Linked DNA regions of Triticum aestivum: region 1 is linked to region 2. Evidence: chromatin contacts called from public Hi-C data. All regions are on one chromosome and are shown on one strand. Each heading gives the region's core, a stretch centred on a gene start, on an enhancer-like site or on the middle of the called end of the contact. The rest is flanking DNA. Distances are from core to core; before and after follow the strand shown. Region 1 has its middle 22 kb from the start of LOC123050059. Region 2 holds the start of LOC123054589 (cold-responsive protein kinase 1).

Evidence for each region. A called contact is a pair of places that touch in the nucleus more often than the background predicts.
Region 1: a contact with region 2 is called in a Hi-C map of leaf, with 6 times the contacts expected there. The contact joins the enhancer-like site here to the promoter of LOC123054589 in region 2. A contact is called at or near these places in 3 of 5 Hi-C or Micro-C datasets (leaf and root) and 1 of 1 datasets of contacts at active chromatin or transcription factors (leaf).

Annotation. Positions count from the first base shown.
Region 1 is chr2D:572,066,103-572,072,107 of IWGSC CS RefSeq v2.1, forward strand. No RefSeq gene overlaps it. Among protein-coding and RNA genes, the nearest start is that of LOC123050059, 22 kb to the right of the region's middle. Within about 2 kb of position 2,164, at least 8 of the 8 cell types and tissues checked have an H3K27ac peak or open chromatin away from gene starts, as enhancers often do. A contact at or near this core is called in leaf and root, where this site is marked.
Region 2 is chr2D:571,927,109-571,932,727 of IWGSC CS RefSeq v2.1, forward strand. It overlaps LOC123054589 (cold-responsive protein kinase 1), which reads right to left and starts at 3,002. Exons shown (of 7, transcript XM_044478389.1): 1 at 2,597-3,002; 2 at 1,724-1,806; 3 at 1,507-1,627; 4 at 1,218-1,428; 5 at 887-1,124; 6 at 651-801; 7 at 1-497. The coding sequence starts at 1,425. The coding sequence ends at 141.

The sequences.
Region 1 (6,005 bases), core at 914-3,413, 140 kb after region 2:
TGATATATATTATGGTGAGAGCTAGACAAAAAAGAGAAAATCGCGATCTGAAACTGATGAACAGTACACACTGTTCATTATTAGAAAGGCAGGATTTTCTTTTTTTGTGTAGCTCTCTCCATAATGTATTTCGTCGTCACACTTTATAAGCATGCAGAATACATCCATATGAATGTGTATAATTTTTTTTCAGAATTTTTTGATACTCTGAAATGTCATTATTGAATTTTTAAAAATAACCACCTCCATGGAGGTTGCCCGCCAAAAGACCGCTTTCGTGTGAGCATCATCGAAATTATCTTTGCCTAGCTAAAATGCTTTAAAGAAAAGCGCTTGTTGGGAGGCAACCCAATTTTCGTCAATACCTCAAACCCCGCACATGGGGAGTTATTTTATGGCCAGTCAGTTGATTCATTGCGGAATATTTCTAGGCATTAGGGGGAGATTACAAGTATCATAAAGAATGCCAGGAAATTAGTGGAATGTTTAACCCATTTTCTGCCTCAAATCCACGCACTCAAAGATCTGAACCATGAGTTCAGAAGATTTGCCACACATTGCAAATAACCAACCAAATTCATTTACCGACTATAACGGTGTCACATAATCCTACAATCCTGAAAAAAAATATGCATGAAAGAGTGAAGGACACAATCCTACGGTTATCTGCTATGCTAATTTGGAAATGGGTGAGTGACTTGAGGTTGTTACTGTAAAAGTCATGTTTTATATCCAGCTGTTGGTAGGGTTTTTTTTTCGTGAAATGCACATCAAGTGGGAACATGCCCCTCCACGAGAATCTGTAACATTGATCTTTTATCCAATGACTCGGATTGATTTTTCTATTTTTGCACTGGGAGATCAGATTCTATACTAGTCACTCCCGATTTAAGGTACCAAGAAAAAACACCTGACTCCCTATTCAAAGCAACGGAGGAAGAAGTATGGCAACGGTACACCAGGATTTAACTTTTCGCAAGTAAGAATATCAAGGCCTATTAGCTCAGGAAGTTAGAGCGTCGTGCTGATAACATGTTGAAATTAGAAAACAAGAGAGAATCAACATAGATGTAAAATAAATTGAGTGTTCTTTTTATTGATGATTGTCGCATATTATATACAAATTGGGGAGACATCTGGGAGGCGTTGGTTTGCACAGACGTGATTGGGAAGTAACTGCCGTGCGGTACTACTCGTGGGGAAACAGGGATTTCTCTAACTAATCACATGGATTAATTATTCTTAACAGTTTTCACGACAGGTGAGGCCGTGACTTTTGCTTTTTGACGTCAAGCAAGTAATATTGTGACTTTGAATACTCGACCCTCAGAAATCCAAAGTCATAAAAGTCGTTCACATGGCTGTTGGCCCAGGTCGGTTTTGCGCTTTGCACCAGGGACACCTTTCCCGCACGGTTTGTCGCACCGTACAATGAAGTTGGTGATCCATGCCGTATCGTCCATGATAAGGCTATAATTTACGATTAACTTGTTTTAGACGCAAATCTTTCAAAGTTCAAAACCTTGCATGTAACGCGCGTTCGGTACCATGCAGCACTCTACGTGTATTATGAAGTCATCGGTAGGTACATATGGAAGTATGAGACACGTAAGTAAACATGGATAACAGGATCATCATAGACATCGACAGGAAAACCAAAGTGAGCAGCTAGCTTCAGTTACACGCGGTCAAAGGAGGCCCGCGGACAAAGCACGGTGGCGACCGTCCTCGTAGCGTCTCGGTGTTCCATATAGGAGTACTACTACTTGAGTTCGATGCATGCATGTACTATGTCAGAACAGAACAAACAAACAAACATATAGTATATGTAGGTTCATATCGGCATTTTCTTTGGCGGGGAATATCCGTATAAATACAGTCTACGTGTGTGTATTTGCATGTGCAGATGTGGTGGTTGCGTAACATGTCCGTTCAAAAAGTGTCAGCTGGGCCTAGGTAGTAGTACCATTAATTAAACGCCCTGCCGTTGGGGAGGGGCGACAAGTCGCCGGTCGACGCTTGACCTTGGGGGCGCAGGCGTTCCCACGCCACGCGGACACGGCGACAAAAGGCCAGCCAGGCCGCTGTACGGCCGATCCATGGACGGATGGCGACGGGACTGGCCGCGCGCGCGTCGCCGTCGCGTGCGCGCGTGCGCAACGTTGCTGCGTGCGTTCGGTGGTGGACTCGCGCGTCATCCAGGGATCCAATCGGGACGCATGTGCGCACCGCAGACGAGCACCGCTCCAGACGAGCGCGCCGCTGGCTCTGGGACCTCCTGGCGCGCCGCCGCCGCCGCCGGTCACGTACGGGGAGTGTCAGAGTGAATCCATCCACTGCCGCCTGCCGGTTGCCTGATTCTAGCCCTAGCTAGGACATGACCGAAGGGATTTCGATCGACCCTGCTCCCACGTTAACGCGTTTTCCTTTTGGATTGAGATTTTGGGAGCATGGAAGGATGTAAAAGCAGTGGCGCGTCTGGAGCTAATATTACCCTGATGCATCACTTAAATATGGCGTAATTTTTTCAAGTAATAATGTATGAGGTGTGTTACGCGTGTGTCGGCTCATCTTTGTAAAAGATTGGCCGGGTCGCAATCCATCCGATCGTGTGATGCGAACCATCCGTTCCCCTTCTCTAATTTTCTGCAACAATACCCTTGTTGTAAAACCTCATCTTCTTCAATTTTCCGCGACAAGGCCCATGTTGCAAAACCTCTTCCCCAATTTTCCGCAACAAGACACTTGTTGCAAAACCTCCGTTGCAACATGACAAAGCATTTTCGTCCTCTTCTCTACGTTCTTGCAACAAGACCCTTGTTACAAAAATGACAACAACATCTTCAGCAGCGTCGCGCATTAGCACAGTCGTCGTTCGCCACCGCCCGACAACAATGTTGTTGCAGAAGCTTGTCTCGGAGGTGATGTTGCGAACAATGGCGCGGAGCTGAGCTACGTTCAAGGGGTTGACTACGATGAGACTTTCTCACCCGTAGCGATACTTAACTCTGTTAGAATTATGTTAGTAATTGCCGCATTTTACGATTATGAAATCTGGCAGATGGATGTCAAAACAGTGTTCCTTAACGGGTTTCTTAAGGAAGAGTTGTATATGATGCAACCGGAAGGTTTTGTCGATCCTAAGGATGCTAAAAAGGTATGCAAGCTCCAGCGATCCATTTATGGACTGGTGCAAGCATCTCGGAGTTGGAATATACGCTTTGATGAGATGATCAAAGCTCTTGGTTTTATACAAACTTACCGAGAAGTTTATATTTACAAGAAAGTGAGTGGGAGCTCTGTAGCATTTCTAATACTATATGTCGATGACATATTGTTAATTGGAAATTATGCAGAATTTCTGAAAAGCATAAAGAGTTGTTTGAAAAGAGTTTTTCAAAGGAAGCCCTAGGTAAACCTGCTTACATATTGGGCATCGAGATCTATAGAGATAGATCAATATGCCTGATAAGATTTTCACAGAGCACATACTTTAACAAGATTTTGAAGGAGTTCAAAATGGATCAGGCAAAGAAGGAGTTCTTTCCTGTATTGTAAGGTGTGAAGCTGAGTAAAACTCAAACTCGACAACTGCAGAAGAAAGAGAAAGGATGAAGGTCGTCCCCTATGCCTCAGCCATAGGCTCTATAATGTATGTCATGCTGTGTACCATACCTGATTTGTGCCTTGCCATGAGTCTGGCAAGGGGTACAAAAGTGATCCGGGAGTGGATCACTAGACAGCGGTCAAAATTATCCTTAGGTACCTAAAGAGGACTAAGAAAATATTTCTTGGTTATGAAGGTGATAAAGAGTTTGTCGTAAAGGGTTACGTCGATGCAAGCCTTGACACCGATCCGGGTGACTCTGAGTTGCAAACCAGATACGTATAGTGGAGCAGTCATTTGGAATACCTCCAAGTGGAGCGTGGTAGCAGCATCTACAGTATGACATAGAGATTTGCAAAGCACACAAAGATCTTAATGTTGCAGACCTGTTGACTAAAACATCTCTCACAAGCAAAACATGATCAAACCCCAGAACTCATTGAGTGTTAATCGCATAGCAATGTGAACTAGATTATTGACTCTAGTGCAAGTGGGAGATTATTGGAAATATGTCCTAGAGCCAATAATAAATTGATTATTCTCATATTTCCCTTCATGATAAATGTTTATTATTCATTCTAGAATTGTATTGACCGAAAACTTCAATACATGTGTGGATACATAAACCGTGTCCGTAGTGAGCCTCTACTAGACTAGCTCGTTGACCAAAGATGGTTAAGGTTTCCTAACCATAGACATGAGTCGTCATTTGATAATGGGATCACATCATTAGGAGAATGATGTGATGGACAAGACCCAACCATAAGCTTAGCATATGATCGTTTCACCTAGTTTTTCCTACAACTTTCATTATTTCAAGTATATGTTCCTTAGACCATGAGATCGTGCAACTCCCTGACACCGGAGAATACTTAGTGTGTATCCAAACATCACTTCGTAACTGGGTGATCATAAAGGTGCTCTACAGGTATCTCCGAAGGTGTTTGTTGGGTTGGCACGGATCAAGACTGGGATTTGTCACTCTATATGACGGAGAGATATCTCTGGGCCTCTCGATAATACAACATCACAAGAAGCTTGCAAGCATGTGACTAATGAGTTTACTCATGGGATCTTGTATTATGAAACGAGTAAAGAGACTTGCTGGTAATGAGATTGAACTAGGTATGGAGATACTGATGATTGAATCTCGGGCAAGTAACATATTGCCGGACAAAGGGAATTGTATACGAGATTAACTAAATCCTTGACATCGTGGTTCAACTGATAAATATCTTCGCGGAAAATGTGGGAACCAATATGGGCATCCAGGTCCGCTATTGGTTATTGACCGGAGAGGAGTCTCGGTTATGTCTACATGATTCTCGAAACCGTAGAGTCGCACACTTAATGTTCACTATTTCGTAGATTAGATCTTGGATGTTTCGTAGGATTTTTTTTTGATTTTTATGCATCGTTCCCCATCAAGGGTGTGGGTATATCTATGGGTACAAGGCTATACCCGTGCCCTACCCATGACTTAACGGGTAGGGTATGGGTACTGCCCATGGGTATAAAATTGTACCCATGCTCTGACCATGCGGGTACGGTATCCGCAGGTACCCGTACCCATGGGTAAAATTGCCATCCTTAGCTTCCCCCGAATACGTGTGCACCAGCCGGCCGTCCAGCCGCCAGGAATGGATCGATCATCAATCGCCCGCTGCTAGCCGCTGCGCACATTCATGGACCTCACGACAGGAGACAGGAGATGGATCGCTACCTTTTTTTTAGGGTAGAACCAAGCTTTATTCATCAAAAATCACAACATGTGGGATACAAGTTAAGTCATGAGGGCGAACCAACCTTTGGTTGGATGGTTAGGTGGACAGTGGTATCCTAACCCACCAAGGTTCAAGTCCTGGTGCTCACATTTATCCTGGATTTATTTCAGGATTTCCGGCGTTGCGCATTCAGTGGGAGGAGACGTTCCCGTCGACTACAAGGCGCCTACGGTGACTTCGTAAATCTCAAGATGATATGCCGGCTCAGTCTCTCGGAGGTGCTCGTAGGGATAGGGTATGCGTGTGTGTGCGTGTATATGAGCGCTTGCGTCTGTATTGTGTTAAAAAAAAGTCATGAGGTTGGCCAAACCATACGTGTCGCCCCAGTCCTAACAATAGAGAATGCTTGGCTAACTTATGTGGTTCTACGTGCACTTCGCGACTTTCGAAAGTAAAATTACATTGAAACAAACTAGAGTATGAGTTAATCTCACTAATGATGGCTCCGTTGCTACCTTTGGATCTGTTGTTTATATCTGCCACAACCTGTTTTGCATGAGAGGCAATGATCAGCTGGTGCACATGAAGATCCTCGGCCAACTCGAGGGCCTCTCTACACGTGATTGCTTCCAAGATTACCGGATCATCCACACCTCCTATAACCAAAGAAGAAC
Region 2 (5,619 bases), core at 1,752-4,251:
CCATTAACCCAACCCTTCCTCGTGGAATCAAAAAAGGAAAAAAAACAAAAAACAAAGCAATATATCCTCCAAAAATTGCAGGCATATCTATCACCACGACAATGTACAAATCGAACGGCGCTAATTTCCTGTCCAGCTCCTCATACAGATGTCTGTGTGTGATTCTCCGACGACGAGAAGGGCTCCGATATCTCCGTGGTGGAGAAGGATCTCGATGTGTTGGACCGTGCCTGGTTCGCTCCGTGCGGCTTGGTGCTGACCTTGAGCTCCGCAAAGTCGGTGATCATGGCTGGCCTGGTGATCTTCTCCATGGAGATGCTCTTGCTTCCCGTGAGCATCCTCACGACGGTGGGCATGTGGGGACGGCGTGCCATTGCGTCCTGTGTGCACAGCAGGCCGATCTTCAGGAACCGGCATGCCTCCTCGATCTCCTGGTCTTCGTCTATGTCGGCATCTATGATCTCTTCTAGACGCTCTTGCTCGTAGAATGCCCATGTCTGTAGAAAAGGTGCAGCAGAATTTGTCAAATTCAGCATTATTCTTTGAACGTTTGCTCAGTGAACTTATGGTATAGTTGCTTCGGTATGCAACTGACACCATTTTGTATTCAGGTTGTCAATAAACGCTATTTGCAAATAAGGAGAGCTTACCTTCTCAAGGAGGAATTGATCTTCACAAGGCAATCTTGTGTTGGTGTTACATCTGCCACTGACAATTTCCAAGAGAAGAACCCCATAACTATAGATGTCAGACTTCTTAGTCACTTGACCTCGGATAGCATATTCTGGAGCCAAGTATCCTCTGAAAGGAAGTGCAATTACTAGTCAGAACAGAAAGTACAATATGTGAAAGAAGTTTGTCAAATCAGGGGATGGGTTATGCTTACAATGTGCCTGCCACCCGGGTGCTAACATGAGTTGCATTGGCAGGAAGAAGCCTCGCCAATCCAAAATCAGAAATTTTCGGGGTCAGGTCCTTGTCGAGAAGAATGTTGCTCGCTTTTATGTCGCGGTGGATAATGTGAGGACGGATTTCCTCATGAAGAAATGCAAGTCCACGGGCAACTCCCACGGCAATTTTGACACGAGCCCTCCAGTTGAACTGGATGCTGCTGTAGCCAGACCCTGCAATAGCACATGCAGAACATCTGTAAATACGACAAGCATTGAAGGAATCGACGAACAGCAGAAATGCTCGGTAGGACAAAGTGTTAGTACCTAGCAATGTCTGTGAAAGGCTGTTTTTCTCAAGATAATTGTAAACGAGGATCCTATGGGACCCTTCAGCACAGCAGCCGACAAGCGTGACGAGGTTTTCATGCTTGATGTCTGAAATTGCTGTAAGTTCAGTCAAGAACTCTCGGACGCCTTGCCTTGAAGTGGCTGACAGAACCTTCACTGCGATTAGTGTGCCGTCTTTGAGCATTCCCTGGTGAAGCAAAATGAAATGTTAGCAAAAGGTGTTTGATAATGTTGACCTTTAGGCATTGACGAAGTGGTCAGTAACCTGTGCGTAATTACCCTGAATACGGAACCAAAACCACCCTCTCCAATCTTGTTTGCCCCACTGAAGTCTTGAGTTGCCTTTCTCAACTCGTTGTAAGAAAAGACCCTCACACTATGTTCACCTGATACAAAGAAACAACAAGAGAAGAAAGGGTATAAGAACGGAGAATTGTTTGAGCATGGAAGGGACCAGGCAAATATGTGCAAAAGATGCTTACCCTCATCGCCTTCAACAGCATGTTGAGATCTCCGTCCGAACATAAAGCAGCAATCCATGTTGACAACAAACTAGAAGGAATTTCTGCAAGAAATATATGTAGCAGGCTGTCAGATATGAATTACTACATACCTGCAATGCAACAATAGATGAATCCAAAACAGAGGCCTATAAGCAACACACTAACTTAGTGATCGCTGACCCAAGTATCAATTATTGGTGTGAACAGCAAGACACAAATTTTAAAAGACAAATTGAACAACAGTTTTGCTTTTAATTATTGGAATCCAAATTCTATAAGAGAAAGCTGAAGCTGAACTACCGTTTTGTTTAACTACCTAGCCACTAGGTTATGATTATCCCGTATGGCACGGGCAAGATAATACGGAAAATTTGAAGCAGACCAAGGCTTTAGTTTAGTAGAGAAGCCATCCCTCCCATTTGCTGATCATTTTAAAGAAATGAAACATTCCTCTTGATGGTCGCAAGTAAACTTGGCCCTATCTCTTTGAAAGAAACAGGCACCTAACACAACCGCTGGACCAGCTAATCCCCGTTGAAGATCAGAAATATATCCTAATCAGCCAACCCATTCGGAAATGAAGCTGGATTTGGACACAGAGCAAAGGAAATTGATTGTTATATATGGCGAATTGCACCCAAAATAAGTTGGATTTGGACTCAAGAGCCATGAAAACTTGTCCCCGTTCTCCCCTAAAGATCTAAGAAAGAAGCAAAGACGGCCATGAGATGAATCCCGATCTAAGACGGCGTCTCAAAGACGGCCAATCCACCGAACCAAACCCATCAAACCCCAAAAGAAACAGAGTCCGGAGCTGGAAGGAAGAAGACAGCGCGAGAGCGCAAGAATCACCTTGCAGATAAGATAGATAGCGGCGCCGAGGAGGATTGATCGATCGAGCCTGGCTCCCTCCCGGTGATAAACAACGACGACGGCGCCGAGCAGTGGGTGAGGACGAGGCAAGGCGAGAGGAGGCGGTGGCGTACAAGGCGGCGGTTAAGAGCAGAGGAGGGGGAGGGTGGAGGGGGAGGAGTAGGCGGAGAAGGATATGAAGAGGAAGAAGGCGGTGAGAAGGATCTCGGGAGCACCACGGCACGAGGCTTTGACTTTCTCCTCCCTCCCGTTCCTCTTCTTCCTACTCCTGCTGCTGCCGCTCACCTCACCTCACCCCACCCCCAGCCTCTGCGTGCGTTCAAGTCTCCTGCCCTCGTTGTATTTTAGCCGGAAAAAATGGGCAGTTTGTTTATTCGTGTCTCCTTTTGCTTTGTGAGTTTGGCGGTTGCGACCAGGAAGAACGAGAGAGGAGGTGTGGATCGAGTTGCTTAAAATATCGTTGGGTTGGAGGGAGGGGCGCGACGGTTTTTTCCCGCGTGCGCGTTCGGCTGGGCCTCGTGGGGAGCAACGCGGAAGCAGCCGCGACCGGCTCCCTCCCTCCCGGTCAGCACTCAGCGGCGCCCGTTGGCGTTGCCCCCACGTCCACTTCGCCGGAGGGTGGGTCCCTCGCCCTCGCCCTGCCGCCGATGTGGCGCGTTTCTGTGAGGCGATGGGATCGGGGTACTGTGTGCTGTAGCCGAGACTTGAGCACGCACGGCGACGGCGAAAACATGTCGTCCACGCCACGGACCTACGGTACGGGCGGTCGGGCACTGTACCTGCGCGTCGTAGGGAGCGGATCTTATCCACGGACGTCTTTTCCTTTCGTCTAGGGCGACTAGAACCCTAGCGCCGCGCCGCAAGGAGAGCCAGCCTTCCAGCGCCGTCCTTCGGCGGCTCCCCTGCGCTGACGACCTCGGCCGGTGAGCGGTGGTAAGGAGGGTCGCCGGATACAGGCGTGTGGATAGTTTTAGGCTAAAACAACTTTAGTTTTTAGCATATTCATCGTCTTGGCTTCGACTGCGGTGATGGCTGCGCTGGATAAAATTTCTTCAGATCCTACTCTGACGAGGCGATGTGTCCTATGATTGAGGAAGGGTCTGGAATCCAGTCTGTTCAAGCAAAGATGGTGCGGTGGTGGTCGCATCCTTGTGGTGGACTTGTGTCCTCAGGCTCTGCCGTTGCGACGCCGTCTGCTCCGGCGCCGGCGCGGAGTTTGCGAGCTAGTCCGGGAGCGGATGTAGACTGTGGTCTGCATCGGTGGCATCTGGAAGGTGGTGGATCGTATGCTGGGTTCGTGGTACGTGGATGACATATATGGTTTCCTCTCCGAATCCTTAGTCATGTGAGGGTGTCAGATCTGAAGTTCAATGGCGTGTCCGGGGTGTTGCCCTGGTCTGATTCGTTCAACGGTAGTGATTTTGCCTTTGGCGAGCCACCTTGAAGTTCCGCAAAGCTGCAAATCAACGATGGAGCCGCATCGAGCTCGGGTGTGAAGGTGATACGTCATATTTTTTTACTTTGATGGGTGCGGTGGTGGTGATACAGGCAGGTGACGGGCGTTGGTGTCAAGCCTAGAGGTTTCTTCGGTCTTGTTGTAATTTTACTTCTTGGTTGATGTTCCTTTGTGTAAAGGCTAGCGTTCTGCTATTTGTTCAGTTTTACTAGGTTGGTGTCTACATGGCTTGTACTATGATACTTATGATATAAATGAGACATGTATTATCATGCAAAAAAGGGAGTGCATTGGCTCAGCGGGTTGTACGTGACAAAGGACGTGTACGTGTCTGATGCCCGCAAAGCCCCAGTTTAGAAAAAGGACATCTAGACCGCTCCGCGGATGAATGCGGTACCGTGTTGAATGATAAAACACATATGTACCACATGGTCTAGACGGATGGGGAGGTGTGAGGGTCCACATTGAAAATGTCGTTAGGCGATCTTCAACATGGACCCTCAGAACTCCCGCATACGTCCGAACGTACTTGTCAGACACAATTTTCCATCTAACTAGGTATTTCATTGTCCGCAGACTAGTTCGGATATCTGAAATCCCACACACTTTATGCAAAACCAGGGGAGGCTTTGCGAGCGTCTCGACTGCTATCATACACGACCAACAACCTGGACCCACCCAAAAACCTCTCACACGCCCATGCCCTCTTCATGGCAAAGTGGTTGCCGCGCATTCAAGCCCGCCAGTGCTACTCCAGAGCGCCAGCACCACACTCATATTGGCCCAGAGTGACGCAAACCTCTCATTGGAGCCGGTATTGAATCGGCACGCCGACCAAGAGCACTGCCGGGTCTCCACGCTCGTTCCAATTCCGAAGACGCTTGATTGAATGGGATTGGACGGCTGTGTACCGCATTCAAACCAACTCTCATCCGTTCACCAGCCAACATTAAACAGGCATGGCAGCCGAGGAATCCACTCTGGCGCTTGCATTGACACGGCCCATCGCTTGATGTTCCCGACACTCACTATTTAACCGTTACATCCTCGCCAGACATGACCCCCTTCGCACCACGTTCGCCGTGACCGCCAACTCTAGAGCGATGTGGGAGAACCTCTCGACAAAGCATAAGTAGGAGATGGCCGGCCTTGAGTCCTGCTGGCAAGCCCGTCGTGCGCAACGATTACAGGCTAGCTAGCTTGCTGGAGGTGTGCAAGGACGATATGCCGACTTCAATGACGCCATGGCGGAGGAGCAACCAACGCTGCTTGTGTCGGCGTTTTGGCTAACGCGGGAGGTCTTGGGGAACGTAGTAATTTCAAAAAAAATCCTACGCACATGCAAGATCATGGTGATGCAAGCGTTAGAACAACGCGGTTGATGTAGTCGTACGTCTTCACGATCCGACCGATCCAAGTACCGAACGCACGACACCTCCGAGTTCAGCACACGTTTAGCTCGATGATGTCCCACGAACTCCGATCCAGCAGAGCTTCGAGGGAGAGTTCCGTCAGCACAACGGCATGATGACGGTAATGATGATGC